Linked DNA regions of Mus musculus: regions 1, 2, 4 and 5 are each linked to region 3. The links are chromatin contacts, called in public Hi-C, HiCAR-type and promoter capture Hi-C maps. All regions are on one chromosome and are shown on one strand. The core of a region is the stretch at or near the end of the contact, and the rest is flanking DNA. Distances in the headings are between cores, read along the strand shown.

What was found. Promoter capture Hi-C pulls out the DNA fragments that hold promoters and counts their contacts. Hi-C and Micro-C count contacts between places; a contact is called where the count stands out from the background. HiCAR-type assays count read pairs that join an accessible place to other places. Capture Hi-C pulls out chosen DNA fragments and counts their contacts.
Region 1: a contact with region 3 is called in a promoter capture Hi-C map of liver, with 3 times the contacts expected there. The contact joins the promoter of Cradd here to the promoter of Ndufa12 in region 3. A contact is called at or near these places in 8 of 39 promoter capture datasets (the 3T3-L1 cell line, HPC-7-derived erythroid cells, the SN4741 cell line and 4 more), 2 of 115 datasets of contacts at active chromatin or transcription factors (astrocytes and forebrain) and 1 of 9 other capture datasets (liver).
Region 2: a Hi-C map of CD4 T cells shows a contact between it and region 3, with 3 times the contacts expected there. The contact joins the promoter of Nedd1 here to the promoter of Ndufa12 in region 3. A contact is called at or near these places in 1 of 39 promoter capture datasets (pre-B cells) and 1 of 484 Hi-C or Micro-C datasets (CD4 T cells).
Region 4: a promoter capture Hi-C map of adipose tissue shows a contact between it and region 3. The contact joins the promoter of Eea1 here to the promoter of Ndufa12 in region 3. A contact is called at or near these places in 3 of 39 promoter capture datasets (the 3T3-L1 cell line, liver and pre-B cells) and 1 of 9 other capture datasets (adipose tissue).
Region 5: a HiCAR-type map of astrocytes shows a contact between it and region 3, with 4 times the contacts expected there. The contact joins the promoter of 5730420D15Rik here to the promoter of Ndufa12 in region 3. A contact is called at or near these places in 7 of 39 promoter capture datasets (the 3T3-L1 cell line, the HPC-7 cell line, the SN4741 cell line and 4 more) and 3 of 115 datasets of contacts at active chromatin or transcription factors (astrocytes, embryonic forebrain and forebrain).

The regions. Positions count from the first base shown.
Region 1 is chr10:95,322,352-95,325,051 of GRCm38.p6, forward strand. Cradd (CASP2 and RIPK1 domain containing adaptor with death domain) reads right to left here and starts at 1,358. Exons shown (of 3, transcript NM_001330138.1): 1 at 1,118-1,358; 2 at 235-538. The coding sequence starts at 532.
Region 2 is chr10:92,721,128-92,723,827 of GRCm38.p6, forward strand. It overlaps Nedd1 (neural precursor cell expressed, developmentally down-regulated gene 1), which reads right to left and starts at 1,291. Exons shown (of 15, transcript NM_008682.2): 1 at 1,196-1,291.
Region 3 is chr10:94,197,731-94,200,430 of GRCm38.p6, forward strand. Ndufa12 (NADH:ubiquinone oxidoreductase subunit A12) reads left to right here and starts at 1,305. Exons shown (of 4, transcript NM_025551.4): 1 at 1,305-1,400; 2 at 2,220-2,302. The coding sequence starts at 1,315.
Region 4 is chr10:95,939,266-95,941,965 of GRCm38.p6, forward strand. It overlaps Eea1 (early endosome antigen 1), which reads left to right and starts at 1,398. Exons shown (of 29, transcript NM_001001932.3): 1 at 1,398-1,707. The coding sequence starts at 1,684.
Region 5 is chr10:95,415,942-95,418,641 of GRCm38.p6, forward strand. 5730420D15Rik (RIKEN cDNA 5730420D15 gene) reads left to right here and starts at 1,434. Exons shown (of 5, transcript NR_045339.1): 1 at 1,434-1,738. Socs2 (suppressor of cytokine signaling 2) reads right to left here and starts at 916. Exons shown (of 3, transcript NM_007706.4): 1 at 677-916.

The DNA.
Region 1 (2,700 bases), core at 108-2,607, 1.1 Mb after region 3:
AATTGTACTCTCAGTTCCCTCCTTAACCCCTCAGCCTCAGGGTTCATGTTCCCTTCCTTCCTCGAGTTTCCTAACACCGCCTCCTCGTCTTGACCCTCCGACGCCATGCCCTCTGCATCCAAACCGTTGCCCATGCTCGTGGCCCTGGTCCCTCCTAAAAGACCAAATTCCAATCCACTGGGCATGGTTGCAACACTTCCAGAGCTGTTTTGAGGGGATCTCTTTGGGGCCTACCTGTAGGCAGCTCGGCTGTGACTTCCTCTCTCGCCTTCTCCAGCTTCTCTCTTACCCAGGGAAATTCCTGGAGGGAATCGAGGAAGGTGTCAAAAGCTTTGGGGCCCCTGGAAGGCAGGATGTCCAGCAACAGCATTGTCTTCCGGAGGCCTGTGGTTTGAGCTTTGATTTCTTGAATGTGGTTTTCTGTCAAAATTCCTTCCTGGTAAAGGTACTGAAGAACCAGTCCTTCCACCAGTACCTCGGCACCCAGCTCCAGACGCAGGGAGCGGAGTACCTGCTTGTCTCTGGCTTCCATTTCTTCCTGGAAAGAGCCAAAATGAGCACCTAGGTTTCAGGAATGCTGATGGACACCCCCCCCCCCAAAGTCAGTGTATTGCTGCAAACTCATTAATGAGCACCTCAAAAATCAGTCAGGTCTTTATATCTTAAGAGGCTGCTGAGCCACGGTGTTTCCTAAGCGGCTGTTAAGCCAAACCACGGATATTTCAAACACTTCCCGGCATAATGAACGACACTCATTATGGATGTTTCTACCTCTGCTTCTCACGATAATGGGGCCCTATTTCAATTCCTTGTGCAGTAAGAGAGCCAACAGAAAACAGATCTGATCCCTTACTTAAAATGCAATCCCTAAGGATTACAGATTTATTAATCTATTTATATTATTATATAAAATTAAATGCTAGAAAATAGTGGATTTCAATATTGCTTTGCCAGAGTTAGTCCAGCACCCACGCTTTAGAAACTGCTAAAAAGCACCAGGGACATTTATTTATAGACCCTGACCAGCAATAGAAGACAGTCCGGAGGAAAGAAGTTTATAGAGCATTCAAAGAAAGGACAAGCACCCTCAAGAAAATGAGTGTTTGTGTGCCTTTACCGATAAGCCTCACAAGAATTCGGAATGTGGGTCGCAGTAGGGCCGTGAGCACGCATGCATGGGACACTGAATGAGCTCAGGTCGCTAGTGTGCTGCGGGGTGGCTTGCGGTGGCAATGAAGGCAAGGGGAGCAAGGGTGGCGGGCGGGGCTTCTGCCACCCTCAGCCCACACAAGCGGGACGTCGGATCCCAGCCTTGCTCGCGATCTTCCGCCAAATCGGGAGGTGGCAGGTGAGGAGGGCGTGGGTGACCGTTTTGTTTTGTTTTGTTTTGGCAGCGTGTTTCCATTTGGAACTTGTAAAAAGTTCCCTGTCTCGGCAGCTGAAAGCCGTGGTTGTGGCACAGTTAGAGCTACCGACGATTTTCACGGTAAATGAAGCCGCAGACTGTCCTCTCGGAGGAAACCGACCCCCGGCACCGCCACCCGAACCCCGGTCCAGCCCCCGGGAGAGCCGCGCAGGGGCGATGTCGCCACGGCGCGGGGACAGCGAGAGAAGATGGAGTCATCTTACTTACGTCTGCGACCACGTACCGTTTAAAAAAAAAAAAAAAAAGAATAACTAAAACTACAACCGGAATCCAGACTGCTAGGGAACCTGTACCATAAAGACCATCTTTGTTGAGGGCAAAAGTCCTAGACAGGAAGTATTGCGACCATCTTTGTTAAAGGCAAGAGCAGGAAGTGCTGTAGCCATCTTTGTTGAGGGCGCAAGACGTCAGGTTGAAGTTTGTTCCGCCATGTTTGCTGTGGGAAAAGAGGCACACTCTCCTACATTAAAAAAGAGAGAGAGTGGTTTAAAAACTCTAAGGCAGTAGTTCTCAATCTTCCTAATGCTTTGACCTTGTAATATGGTGTCCCCCAACCATAAAATTATTTTTGTTGCTACTTCATAACTAATTTTGCTATGTTATAAATCCTAGTGTAAACATCTGTGTTTTCTGATAAGTCTTACACTGCCACTGTGAAAGGGTTGTTACAGAGCCACAGGTTGAGAACAGGTGATCTACGTTATCTAAGTGAAAGAGTAAATGAATTGTTGAATCTTAACAGAAAAAACTCCATGAGAGCCTGACTATAATAAGCTAGTCAAAAGTTAATCTAGCAGTTAAGCCCTGAGTTCAACTCCCAGTAATATACACCTACATGCACAAATTACTTCATAAAATAAAACAATTAATAAACTCATTAATTAGTTGGGTGACATGTAACAAAAAGGATGTGTGTGCTAAAAAAATTTTTTGACAATAGAAAAAGAATATTTCTACCAGTACCTCCAGTTGAAAATAAAATATCTATAAACATATCAGTAGACACTTATAAATCTCCTTCCTCAACACCTTTCAACTGTATGTGCAAACTTACAATGCTAATATACTCCAGGGTTTCTATGCAGGCACTAGCTGTCTTACTGACAGTGTTTTTATGTAAGTGGTAGGAATTCTTTTTAGCATTTCAAATCATTGCAGTCTAGAGAAGCAGGAAAGTCAATTGTATCATCCAAAATCTCACAGCCAATACAGAGTAAAACCTAAATTCTAACCAAGTCCCTCTGATCTCCTGCTCTTTCCAGTACACCACACAA
Region 2 (2,700 bases), core at 41-2,540, 1.5 Mb before region 3:
AGTTTCATTGATACTTGAAGTCTAATAAAAAGTGGTTACTTTTTTTTTTTTTTTTTTGGTTTTTTGAGACAGGATTTCTCTGTATAGTCCTGCCTGTCCTGGAACTCACTCTGTAGACCAGGCTGGCCTTGAACTCAGAAATCCGCCTGCCTCTGCCTCCCGAGTGCTGGGATTAAAGGTGTGCGCCACCACGCCCTACTTTTTTTTTTTTTTTTTTTTTTTAAGGGATGCTACGGCAGCTACAACACACTGAATTGATTCCATCTGGTGACATAGGGGGCTGAATTTAACCAAGGTTAAAGGCCAACAGTGGTCAAAGACACGCCCCCACATCATCAACAAAAGCATCATACATATCTGGGTTCCAGAGGACAAACTAAAAAGCATAAGGCAGAAATCATTGAGTCTCAAGAGGAAAAATAAATAAATAAATAAAGTTTATGGAAAGGATTAAAACAGTTATTTGTTGTGCATATTTTTGGATACAGTAGTGTGTGGGGTGGTTCTGAGTTAGAAGGGACCCCTAGTAGGTGAGGCTAAAAACTTGCAGAGTCACCTGTTGAATTGTAGACAATGTTTCTATTTGGTGACTAAAACACTTACTCAATGCCCCTTGTTCCCCGGCCCATGGAAAAACACAGGGTAGAAAAGTTGAACTCTGAAGAACAGTAAACAGCTGCAAGCTGCTGCTACCCTAACCCCACACAAGGAGCCTACTGTGCAGTGTGGTGCAATGAGTGGATCAAGGCTCTTCAGAAGAGTTAAGCGACCCACACAGCTTCAGTGAGGCTGACTTCACGGAGACCTCTCACAGTCCCTTCGCTTGGCTTCTGGGCTCTGACATCAGTCCCCGGGAGAGGATCCCGGGAAAGAAGAGCGACAGCGACCAACTGCACTCTCTGCTCAAGAAGAGTTCTCGGGAGTTGCACCCCTAGCCCAGGGCGCCTGCGCTCAGCAGCTACGGGCGAGCCAGACCCGGGAGTCGGGGTGGACGAGCCGCTCGGGGCAGCTTGGCCCTTAAATCCGGGGCCCGCGACCCGGTCCTGTCCTGTCCTGTCCTGCCCGGTCCCCGGCCACTTTCCAGCGCGCGCGCGCGCCCGCTGCCGCCCAACGCAGGACCGAAGAGGCTGACCTCGGGGGTCCCCGGCCCAAGGCCACCGCGCTCACAGAGCCTCCCTGTCAGGCGGAACCTCACCTCTCAAGCGTGGGGCCACAGGGGAGGCCCAGCTCCACCCGTTCCTCGCTGCGCTTCCGGCTCCCGCCTGGACTGTTAAACTTGGGCGGCCGGAAGTCCCGCCTCGCATGACGTCACGGGAAAGGCGGTGCCCCGAGCGCTCAGCCCGCGGGGGTGCTGGGTGGCCTCCCACCCTGGGGCGGTGCAGAGGAAGATATCCTAGCCTGTAGCTACTGCTCCTTTATCACTCATTTGTTTGCTGGCTACTGTGTGCCAGGCGCTGAGTTAGGCTGTGGGTGTGCACTTACTGTGTTTAGCTTGAAGGGACAAGAGGTCAGTCAACACGCAGGTTCCCTAGCCTGCTGGAGATTACAGTCTAGTTAGGAAGTTAATATTAACACTTCTGTAGGGAAAGGGAAGGCAAGAATAAAATGCCAGGCAGTGGCGGTGCACACCTTTAATCCCAGCACTAGGGAGGCAGAAGCAGGCAGACTGCTGAGTTCTAAGCCAGCCTGGTCTACAGAGTGAGTTCCGGGACAGCCAGGGACTACACAGAGAACCTCTGTCTTGAACAAAACAAAACAGAAGAATAAAAGATGGGGAATTCACGGGCAACTCTCAGTTCCCACAAAAAAAGGTGTCACAGTTATCACAAAGAAGAACGCTCATAATAAAGGCAATTAACATGGTTGGTTTAGGAGAGGATTACTTGAGAGGAAGCCAAGAAAAGCTGCAGGTTAAACATCTAACTTCAAAGGGGTGTGGTGGTACAAGCCTTTAATCCTAGCACTCAGGAGGCAAAGGCAATGGGATCTCTGTGAGTTCAAATCCATCCTGGTCTACTGAACGAGTTCCAGGACGGTTATACAAAGAAACTCAGTTTCAAAGAGGGGAGGGAATGGAGAGGAAATTGTGGCAGGAGTGGGAGAAGGAAAGGAGGGGAAGAGAAAGGAAGGGGTGGGAGGGAAAAGGAGGAAAGCAGAGGAGAGGAACATCTAACCCAAAACGAACCCTAACCCTGAGAACAAACCCAGTAGTGACTTCAGCCTCTGAGCTAGCCATCTTCACATCCGCAGCTTCACATGCTGCTGTTCAGGTACATGAACACCAACTCAGTGGTTTTTTGGTTTTTTTGTTTTTGAAGGAAATGTATTTCATGGTAGAAAGGGGCCAATGAACTGAGTTTTCCCAACATTCCTGCTAAAAGATTGCTCTGTTGAGAGTTCTTACTTCCATCACTGATAGCATGTTCCTATGGAAAGTGTTGCTCCTTTGTCCCAGGTGCACACCGGATGTGTTTCTCAACTGGATACATAATGTCCCAGTTATCTGAACCCATATCAAAAACAACTGGAAACCTAAGAAGTGCCAATCCCCACCTCCCCTAGGAGAAAAAGAAGTCTCTCCAGCTTCTGGAAGCTGGTGAGGAACAACCATAAAATGAAGACGGGGAGCAAGCAGTATATGCCTTGTGTAATCTGCAGCTGCTTTTGGTGTTATTAGCTGATTTTTTTTCCTGGAATTTG
Region 3 (2,700 bases), core at 55-2,554:
TGTCAAGCATCAAGGTTTTGCGGTTAGCCACCCCAAACCTACCAGTTAGAAGTGTGCATTTTCACATGAATGTATAATACAGACAGAGGTGGTCAGGGACAACCTATCTCCATTCAGTCAGAACAGGGGTCTGGCAGAAATCATGGGTTTAAATCTCTGTAGTCACTGAGTATTAGTGGCTGTTAGCTGGGACTTGCAGTGGGACAGAATCTGGGCATGGCCAGAGTCTCTCTGTTCTGCTCCTTACTGCCTACTGGCTGTGTTCTAAGGGAAAGAGCTGGAGGCCAATTTGCCTTCTATCCTGCTATCAGAAGTCTCCTGTGACTCCCCTGCATTCTAGTCATCAAAAAACATACATATTGTGAGGAATATGTAAAGACACACAGGGCTTGGAAACAATATGCAAATAACGCAAAATATTTTTAAAATGAAATTAAGAATATTAGCTGCTCTTGCCAAGGACCTGGGTTTGATCTTAGCCTACCTTGCAAGCGTGAGAAAAGAAGTTACAGCTCAGAGCCCATGTAGAAAATTCGGGTATGGTGGCACCTTTGTAGACTCAGTTCCAGGGATGTGGAGGCAGGTGTATTCCCGAGGTTCGCAATCTGGCCAGCCTTGTCGACTTGACACTTAACTATTTTTAATCTTTAATTTTATTAATCCTAGTTTCTTCTTTCTTTTCTTTTCTTTTTCTTTTTTATGGCTAGGGGTTTGCCAGTATTGTTTATTTATTTTATTATTTTGTAAAGCACTAACTCTGTGATGAAGTCTACCTAGTGTCTGTGCTTACACCTTGCAACAATAAAATAACAAATCCTTCAGGTATTTTACTTAATCTTATTCTTTGCAATTCTTCATCACTCATCTACCAGCATACCGACGCTTAATGAATTCAAAATCATACGCACTCTGTATTAAATGTACAATACCGCTGTGGGGTCAGTAATGCATTTCTTAGCTTCTAGTGCTATAAGGAATTTTTGGAATGTGCGTCATCGTTGTCTGGAGGAAGAAACTTATTTCGACAGGAGAAACTCCCATCTGGGAAAGCTTTGCTTGGCGTACTTCTCCCCGCAGGGTCGCTTTCTGGGTACAGCCTCCGAAAACATTAATTTCACCTTTAGGAAGACACCAACCTGTACTGTAAAACCCCAGATAATCCTCCCTGCGCGACCTCCAGCTCTGCGCCTGCGTAGAACGACCTCCGCGGCCGGTTGACGAGCAGGAACCTCCAAACGGTGGCGCCTTGAGTATCTCGTCTTCCGCCCGGCGGGTTTTACCCGAACACGGAAGGGGCGGACCATGCAGATGAGAATGGAGCTGGTGGAGGTCCTGAAGCGCGGCGTGCAGCAGGTCACCGGCCACGGCGGCCTGCGGGGCCTCCTACGGGTTTTCTTCAGGTAGGAGGCCAGGGCTAGACCCTGGGTCTCTGGGGACGCACCTCCGCTGGCTGCTTTCCTGGAAAGGAGCTCAGATTAGATCACTTTGGAGGTCCAGGGATCCGGTCAAGGACAAGTTCAGTCCCAAGAGTTGAGTTCCTTGGACTGAGACGTCTCTGGGCCCTACTCAGCCCCTAGTGGCGGAGCTGTGACGCAGGTGCTAGGGTAGCCGGGATGCTCCGGGCTCGAGTCCTGGGGTGTAATGAGGCTTAGCATAGCAACCCCTCTACCCCTCACGGTGACCTTGGGCAAGTTTTCCTCTGCACTGTGTACAGTAAGAAGTTGAAGGTGGCGATCATGCTAGTCCCGATTAGCCCCATAAATCGCAGCAAATCCGGAGGACCAGTGAATAATCCAGGGGACACTCGTAATACGAAGATGATGAAGTACTTTGACTGCCTGAAGGTTTTGCTAACTTAGTGTCTCAGGGTGCACGTATCTACATACGTGGACCGTAGCTGGAAAGTAGTGTTTTATATGCAATCTAAGCACATCAGTTGTTTGGTTGATTACCCCCCCCACACACACACACCTGTCTGCATGCTGCTGGGACAACACAGGAGACTCCAGAGCTCTTTGCCAGAAAGTTAATTCGTGAGCGTTGAGTGGCAAGAGCCTTCGGCTGAAGGCTAGAGGTGTACAAGCAGCGAGCATCCCCCGTAGCATCTCGTTCTTGTGTCGATGCAGAAACAGTCGGTGGTACGGTCTGTTTCTGGGTTTGTCTTGAACAGTGTGAATCATTCTGAGATGCCTTTTTTTTCCTCTGTGTACTTCTTAAAGGGCAAATGATATAAGGATTGGTACACTGGTGGGAGAAGACAAATATGGAAATAAATACTACGAAGACAACAAGCAATTTTTTGGTGAGTGCAGTATTTTCTTTTTCTTTTATTTTTTTAAGATTTATTTTATTATTATATGTAAGTACACTGTAGCTGTCTTCAGACACCCCTGAAGAGGGTGTCAGATCTTGTTACAAATGGTTGTGAGCCACCATGTGGTTGCTGGGGTTTGAACTCAGGACCTCTGGAAGAGCAGTCGGTGCTCTTAACCGCTGAGCCATCTCTCCAGCCCAGTATTTATAGATTTTGTGTGTGTGTGTGTGTGTGTGTGTGTGTGTGTGTGTGTGTGTGTGTGTGTATAAATGGATGGGGTTAGGATTCAGAGTCTAGTTTTGACATCATGCATGAACAGATACTAAGTGACTTGGAACGGAAAACTCAATAGGAAATTTAAAACGTGGGCAGAGGGGATGGCTCAG
Region 4 (2,700 bases), core at 148-2,647, 1.7 Mb after region 3:
GAAGTGAAGACCAATCAAGGGTACACAAAGTAGTTAATTTTCCCGTTGAGATCTGTTCTCCAGACTCGTGAGCTTTCCTCTGGAGACTCTTAAAATGAGAGTTCATCAGATTCAAGGGGTTTTCTGGGTAGAAGAATTTTGACCCATGATTTTAAATTTCTCAAGAACAATGAACAGCACAAGCAATCTACACAATACAAAAATAGGACAAAGTTCTCAAATCTGGTAGCCCCCCCACCCCCACAATCCTGACCTAACAGCGTCCTGGAGGCCCCACCGACTCAGAAACTGACACTGCATTTAGCTTTTCCACAAGTCCCTAGGATTATTAGCTACAGATAGAGAAACCTTACCTGAGGTATTCAATGCTTTCCCCCACCCCACAATCTAGGCATCCCCAGTTCCCAGCCTTTCTGATTGCTCTCTCAGCTCCCAGGTCACTAGGTACTGTCAGTATCCCAAGTTTCACCTTGTGCAGTTTAGTCATCTAGAACCTGGCAGAGGCCTCCCAAGCACTGGAATTGCCTGGGAGAGAAACACTTATAACAGAGCAACCCCGAATGCACATTACAGAGAGTTTCTAGAGACAAAGAACACAGAAAACTCACATCCTAGCTGGCAGTTGAAGGAGGAAGCAAGCAAGTGGTTAAACAGAAGCCAAGGACACGAAGTTAGCTGGGGTATTTCTACCCCTTGCTTTTAGAACATAGTTAGGTGCTTTCCCACGGAAGGGCTAGTAAAAGTGTGTGTGTTTCAGCTTAAAACAAGGATGGCTCCAGCTGAAATAAGATGAAGAAACCTTTGCCCTGTCACAAAAGGATAAACCCAAACTTCTCTAGTTAATCCCAAACCCAGCCTCCTCCCATGTTTTATTGTTGCTCTGATTGCAATCAGAAGCAGGAAGGAAGCGGGTAACCTGGGTATGGAAAAGCAGGGGGAAGCCCAACACAGTTAAGTAAGCCTTGGTTTCTCGGGTCCACAATGGCTTGGAGTTTAGAGGTCGAATCAGCCTTTCCAGCCAAGAGGAGGATCCGGCTCGGGGTTGCTGCACTAAGAGCGCTAGCAAACTTCCATCCTAGGCTGGGGCTCAGCTGAAGTTAGCTCTAAAACCTGTTCTTCCATCCCCGTGTGGGGGACACCTCCAGGCGGGACCCGTGAGGTCCCCACGCATCTTCTCCATCAGAACACCAGGCAACCCTCAACATTCCCGAGCAGGGTCCGGCACCCAAGGTCCAAGCTCTCGGCGGAAGAAGCCAAGGCACCAGCTTCCTGTGGCCTGTCTCTCACACTAGCCCCGCTTCCGATTGGTCGAAGCCTCGGGCCGGCCCTCCCTCCGGCCCCGCCCTCCCCGCGGATGGACAGGCCGAGGAGGCGGGGCTGCAGCGGCTCCGCCCCTCGGCCCCGGGCGGGCGGGCCCGCCCAGCTGTCAGTTACGGGGGCGGCCCGGCAGGCGGGCGCTCGCTGGCTCCCTCCTCGCTGGCTCGTGCTCGTGAGCCTCTCGCCGCCTGTGGGGAAGTCGGGGCCGCCAAAGCCGCGTCCACCGCCGCCTCTTCCCCGCCCTCCTCCCTCCCGGCTCGGCTGCCGGCCCCTCGCGCCCTCCAGTCGTGAGTAACCCGCATAAGGGCGCGGAGAGTCCCCGCGGCGGCGGCGGCGGTGACGGCGGCGGCGGCGGCCGGCCAAACCATGTTTCGAAGGATCTTGCAGAGGGTAAGAGTGAAACCGTCCTTCCGGCAGCACGTGAGCGCGAGCGTCCGAGCCCGGCCGCGGGGCAGCCCGGGCTGGAGGGCGGGGGCGCTCAGAGCTCCGCTAGGCCCGGTGACAGCGTGCGCCGAGGCCTGCTGGTCCTGCCGGAGCCGGGCTGCGGGTGGGGCGGGGCGCAGGCCGGAGCCCGGAGGGCCTCCAGCCTCGGCTCCCGCGCTCGGGGCTGTCACCACGGGCTGGAGGGTGTGGTGCCCGCGCGCGCCCCTCCCCGCTCCCCGCTCCCGGCTCCGCGCCCGTGGGTGCTCGGCTGCGGGCGGCTGCGGGGCCCTTCCCTGCCCCAGCGTGCCACCACCTTCCCACGACACGCACCTGCCTGTCTGCCTCCTTACTCATCTATCTGCACGGTACAGGAGGGTCATGGGAGACCCGGCCTAGTCCTGGGACTTGAAGACGCTGAACTGCCAAAGTCGGTGGAGAAGGAAGATATTACTCACTGTTGGAAAGTTTCTTTTAAGAATTACAAGTGCATTTTCCTCTCCAAGACCCAGAACCTCATTTTAGTTATCCAGGACTAAATGGCTCAAACGGCAGATACACTCCAGTTTAGTTTCCACCAGGGCTATCTCAATGTAAAATCTGGGAAATCTTGAGGGTAAAAAGGTAAGAGCGTTGGAAAGCCGTAGATGTTTTGTTTAGGTACCAGTTCCTAGAATAACATAATTAAAATCGCTTCTAATAAGAGTTGCCTACTCAAGTGTTTTGGATAGCTTCCATTCGCTCCCTTCTGCAGCTGGTTAATGTAAAGAGATGTTACCTAGAGAGTAGGAGAATTAGTTCAAAGGACAAGAACTTACTGAATGTGTAGCATTTAGTTAAGAAATGTGCCAAGGAGGGTTGAGTCAGCCAGTACACAGGAAGGGAAGATTCTGTTTAGACAGCTTCTGTGAAACATTGAAGTCATCTGGTCATACATCAGAGGAAACATAGTTAACGTCTGCT
Region 5 (2,700 bases), core at 184-2,683, 1.2 Mb after region 3:
CTGAGCCCGCAACAGCGAGCGCAGCGGGCCATGCCATCAACTGGGACTGAGGTCTTACCTCCACCGCCGCGACTGCCGCCTCCGCACTAGGCAGCCTCCCCAGCGGACAAGGGGCGGGGGAGCCAGGGGGCAAGGAGGGGTGTCCGTCTGAGTTCCCCGGGTGACGTTTATTTGTGGAAGGAGATGCCTGGGGATGCAATCGGCTCTGCGCTCAGTAAAAGCAACCGAGTTTTTCTGCGCCAAAGGCAGACAAAAATCCCAGGGATCGTCGCCTAGCTTCCCCCCCCCCTCTCCGCCCCAGGCTGACACCCCTGCTCGCCAGTGCCGGGTTTCCCTCCAGTTGAAGCGGAGGAGATGGGAGAAAGAGAAGGGGTGGGGTGGGGGAGCAAGGGCGGAGGCTGGCGGGGAGGAGCGGGAGATCAGGTTATTAGGATTATAAATTTGGGTAGCAGTTGTTGGGGGGTGGGGGTGCTCGGAAAATTTCCCGAGACCGAGAAGGAACCCGGGAGAGAGGAGGCAGTTGAGTCCGGATGGGGCAGAGCCCCGACTTGAACTCTCCCGGGGCGCCCTAAACTGCGGACGCCCAGGCGGTCCGCCGCCGCCCCCGTGCTCGCACCCCGCCGCCCTCCCGGCCACTGTCCCCCCGGGCGGAACCTTCGGGCTTCGCGAGCGGTACCTGCCGCAAGCTTCCGGGCTCCGGGCACAAGGGATCTTGAGGGCGCGCGCCTGGAGTCCCGGCGCGCACTGTCCGAGACCCGCGCAGCGTTGGCGGCTGCGGGAGGAAAGGCTCATGCTTCAGGGGGGAAGCCCAAGGCCCGGGAGCCGCAGAGGCGGCGAGACTTGGCAAGAGTTAACCGTCTGTCCCCGGAGCCGAGTGTGCGCGCGACTTCCCAGCCCGACGCGCCTCCCTCGCTCCCCGCCTCCCGCCCCTCGCGCCCCGCCCGGCCGCGGCGGAGGCCGCTTTCCAGGAACTTTCCAGGAATCCGCCTCACGTGACCGCAGCCCCCGCCAGCGCTTTAAAGAGGCCCCGGCCGCTAATGCGCAGGCTTCAAGGGAGCCGGGTGGAGAGAGCCGGTGCGGGTGCTGGTGCTGGTGGCTGCGGGGTGGAAGCCTGCGACTCCGCCCTCCTCTGACCCTGCACCTCGGGGTGCTCGGGAACAAGGAGAAGTCCCCAGCCAATGCCTATTAAGCCACCAGTACCTGCCCCTGTGTCTGCAACAGCTGAGCACCTCGGTCCCGCGAATAGCAGCCCCTCTTCTCCCCAGCCCTCCACGTAGGAGGGAACCTTTAGGCCAGCCATCCACCCCGCTGTGCGCCTGCCAGACGCGACCCTCCTCTCCTCCATGTGGGATGCAGGACCAGCGTGCGGGAAGGGGGCGGGGCTCAGATGTCCGTCCCTCCCTCTCTAAGACACACACAGAGCTAGAGCTAGCACGCCACTGCCCAGGTCGACTACCACTCCCGGGCACCTCGGGAAGCGAACCAGAGACTGTCCCCTCCGCCAGCATCCTAGAAGGCCAGGAAAGAGACGAGCTGAGCGCCTCCTTAAAGCTGCGCAGACTGCCCTCAATCCCTCCCCCCTGGAGCTCCAACTGGTAGTCCCCTGCATCAGCCTTGCCCAGCTTCTCCTTTCCTCCTCAGCTCAACTCCTGCTTGCCCTTCGGGAGACCCACCCTGGCCACCCTACAGAGGAGGTGCCCTTACCTGTGCCCGGGTGGGGTGCGGGGTCACAGGCCTGGTGCGTTTGTCTCTGTGAATCCTTGCAAAGCCAGGGACCCGGAGTTCGTATTGATCCCAGTACTTCTTTCCTATTGGGACCCTCACCTCCCACTCTGTAAGAGGCCACCTAGCCTCCGCGCCGGCATCCAGGCACGCCGGCTCCTGAAACGTGACCCACTTTGAATGTGACCTACTTTTTTTTTTTTTAACAGAAAAACAAAAACAAAAAAAAAACACTCATGGGAAAACCGGATTCGAAATTTCGATAACCATTTTTCTTTGAAATACTGTTCTGTTGCCCCACTGCTCAAAAGCTTGAAAGGTCAATGGCCACTTTTAGTTGAAGCTGTGTCTATGGGGAAGTTGGGCAAGGGTGGCCAGGAGAGGTTGAGAGAGGCGCGGCTTCCAAGCCTTGCCTGGTGCCCCGCCTGCCGGCCCTGGAAGGAAACACAACACGACCGGCCAATTCCAAGGCCCCGAACCAATTTTTATCCACAGTAATTTTTTTCCTCTTAAATAATTCTATGCACTTACAGAATGGTGAACGCGAGGGGAGGACATAAGCCAGCTTACAGGGGCTTTGTCAGCGATAGATTCGTATGTGTGGCCGCGGAGGGGGGAGGCTGTTTTCCTGGAATCTTTGATGGGAAGGATGCCTCTTACTCAAGTTTTAGAAAGCCTGTGTAAAGCCAGGGAGTAACTTAGCAGGATGCTTACCTTCTTTAGGTCCCTAACGTTTTCTGTAAACTTAAAAACAAGATGTCGGTGAAAGGTTAGCATGAACGGACAGGCGGATCCCTCTGGAGTTCTGTGTAGTGAGTTGGAGGCCCAAGTTAAACTTTTTAAGCCTCTACAATGTGCAGGGATAACTAAGACCAACGTTTTATGAATGGTTGATCCTTTCTTGGTAGAAAACCTCAGAGGAAGTGGAAGTGTGTGCCTGTGCTTCTGCACTCCTAAAGGGTTTTGGTTTTTTGTTGG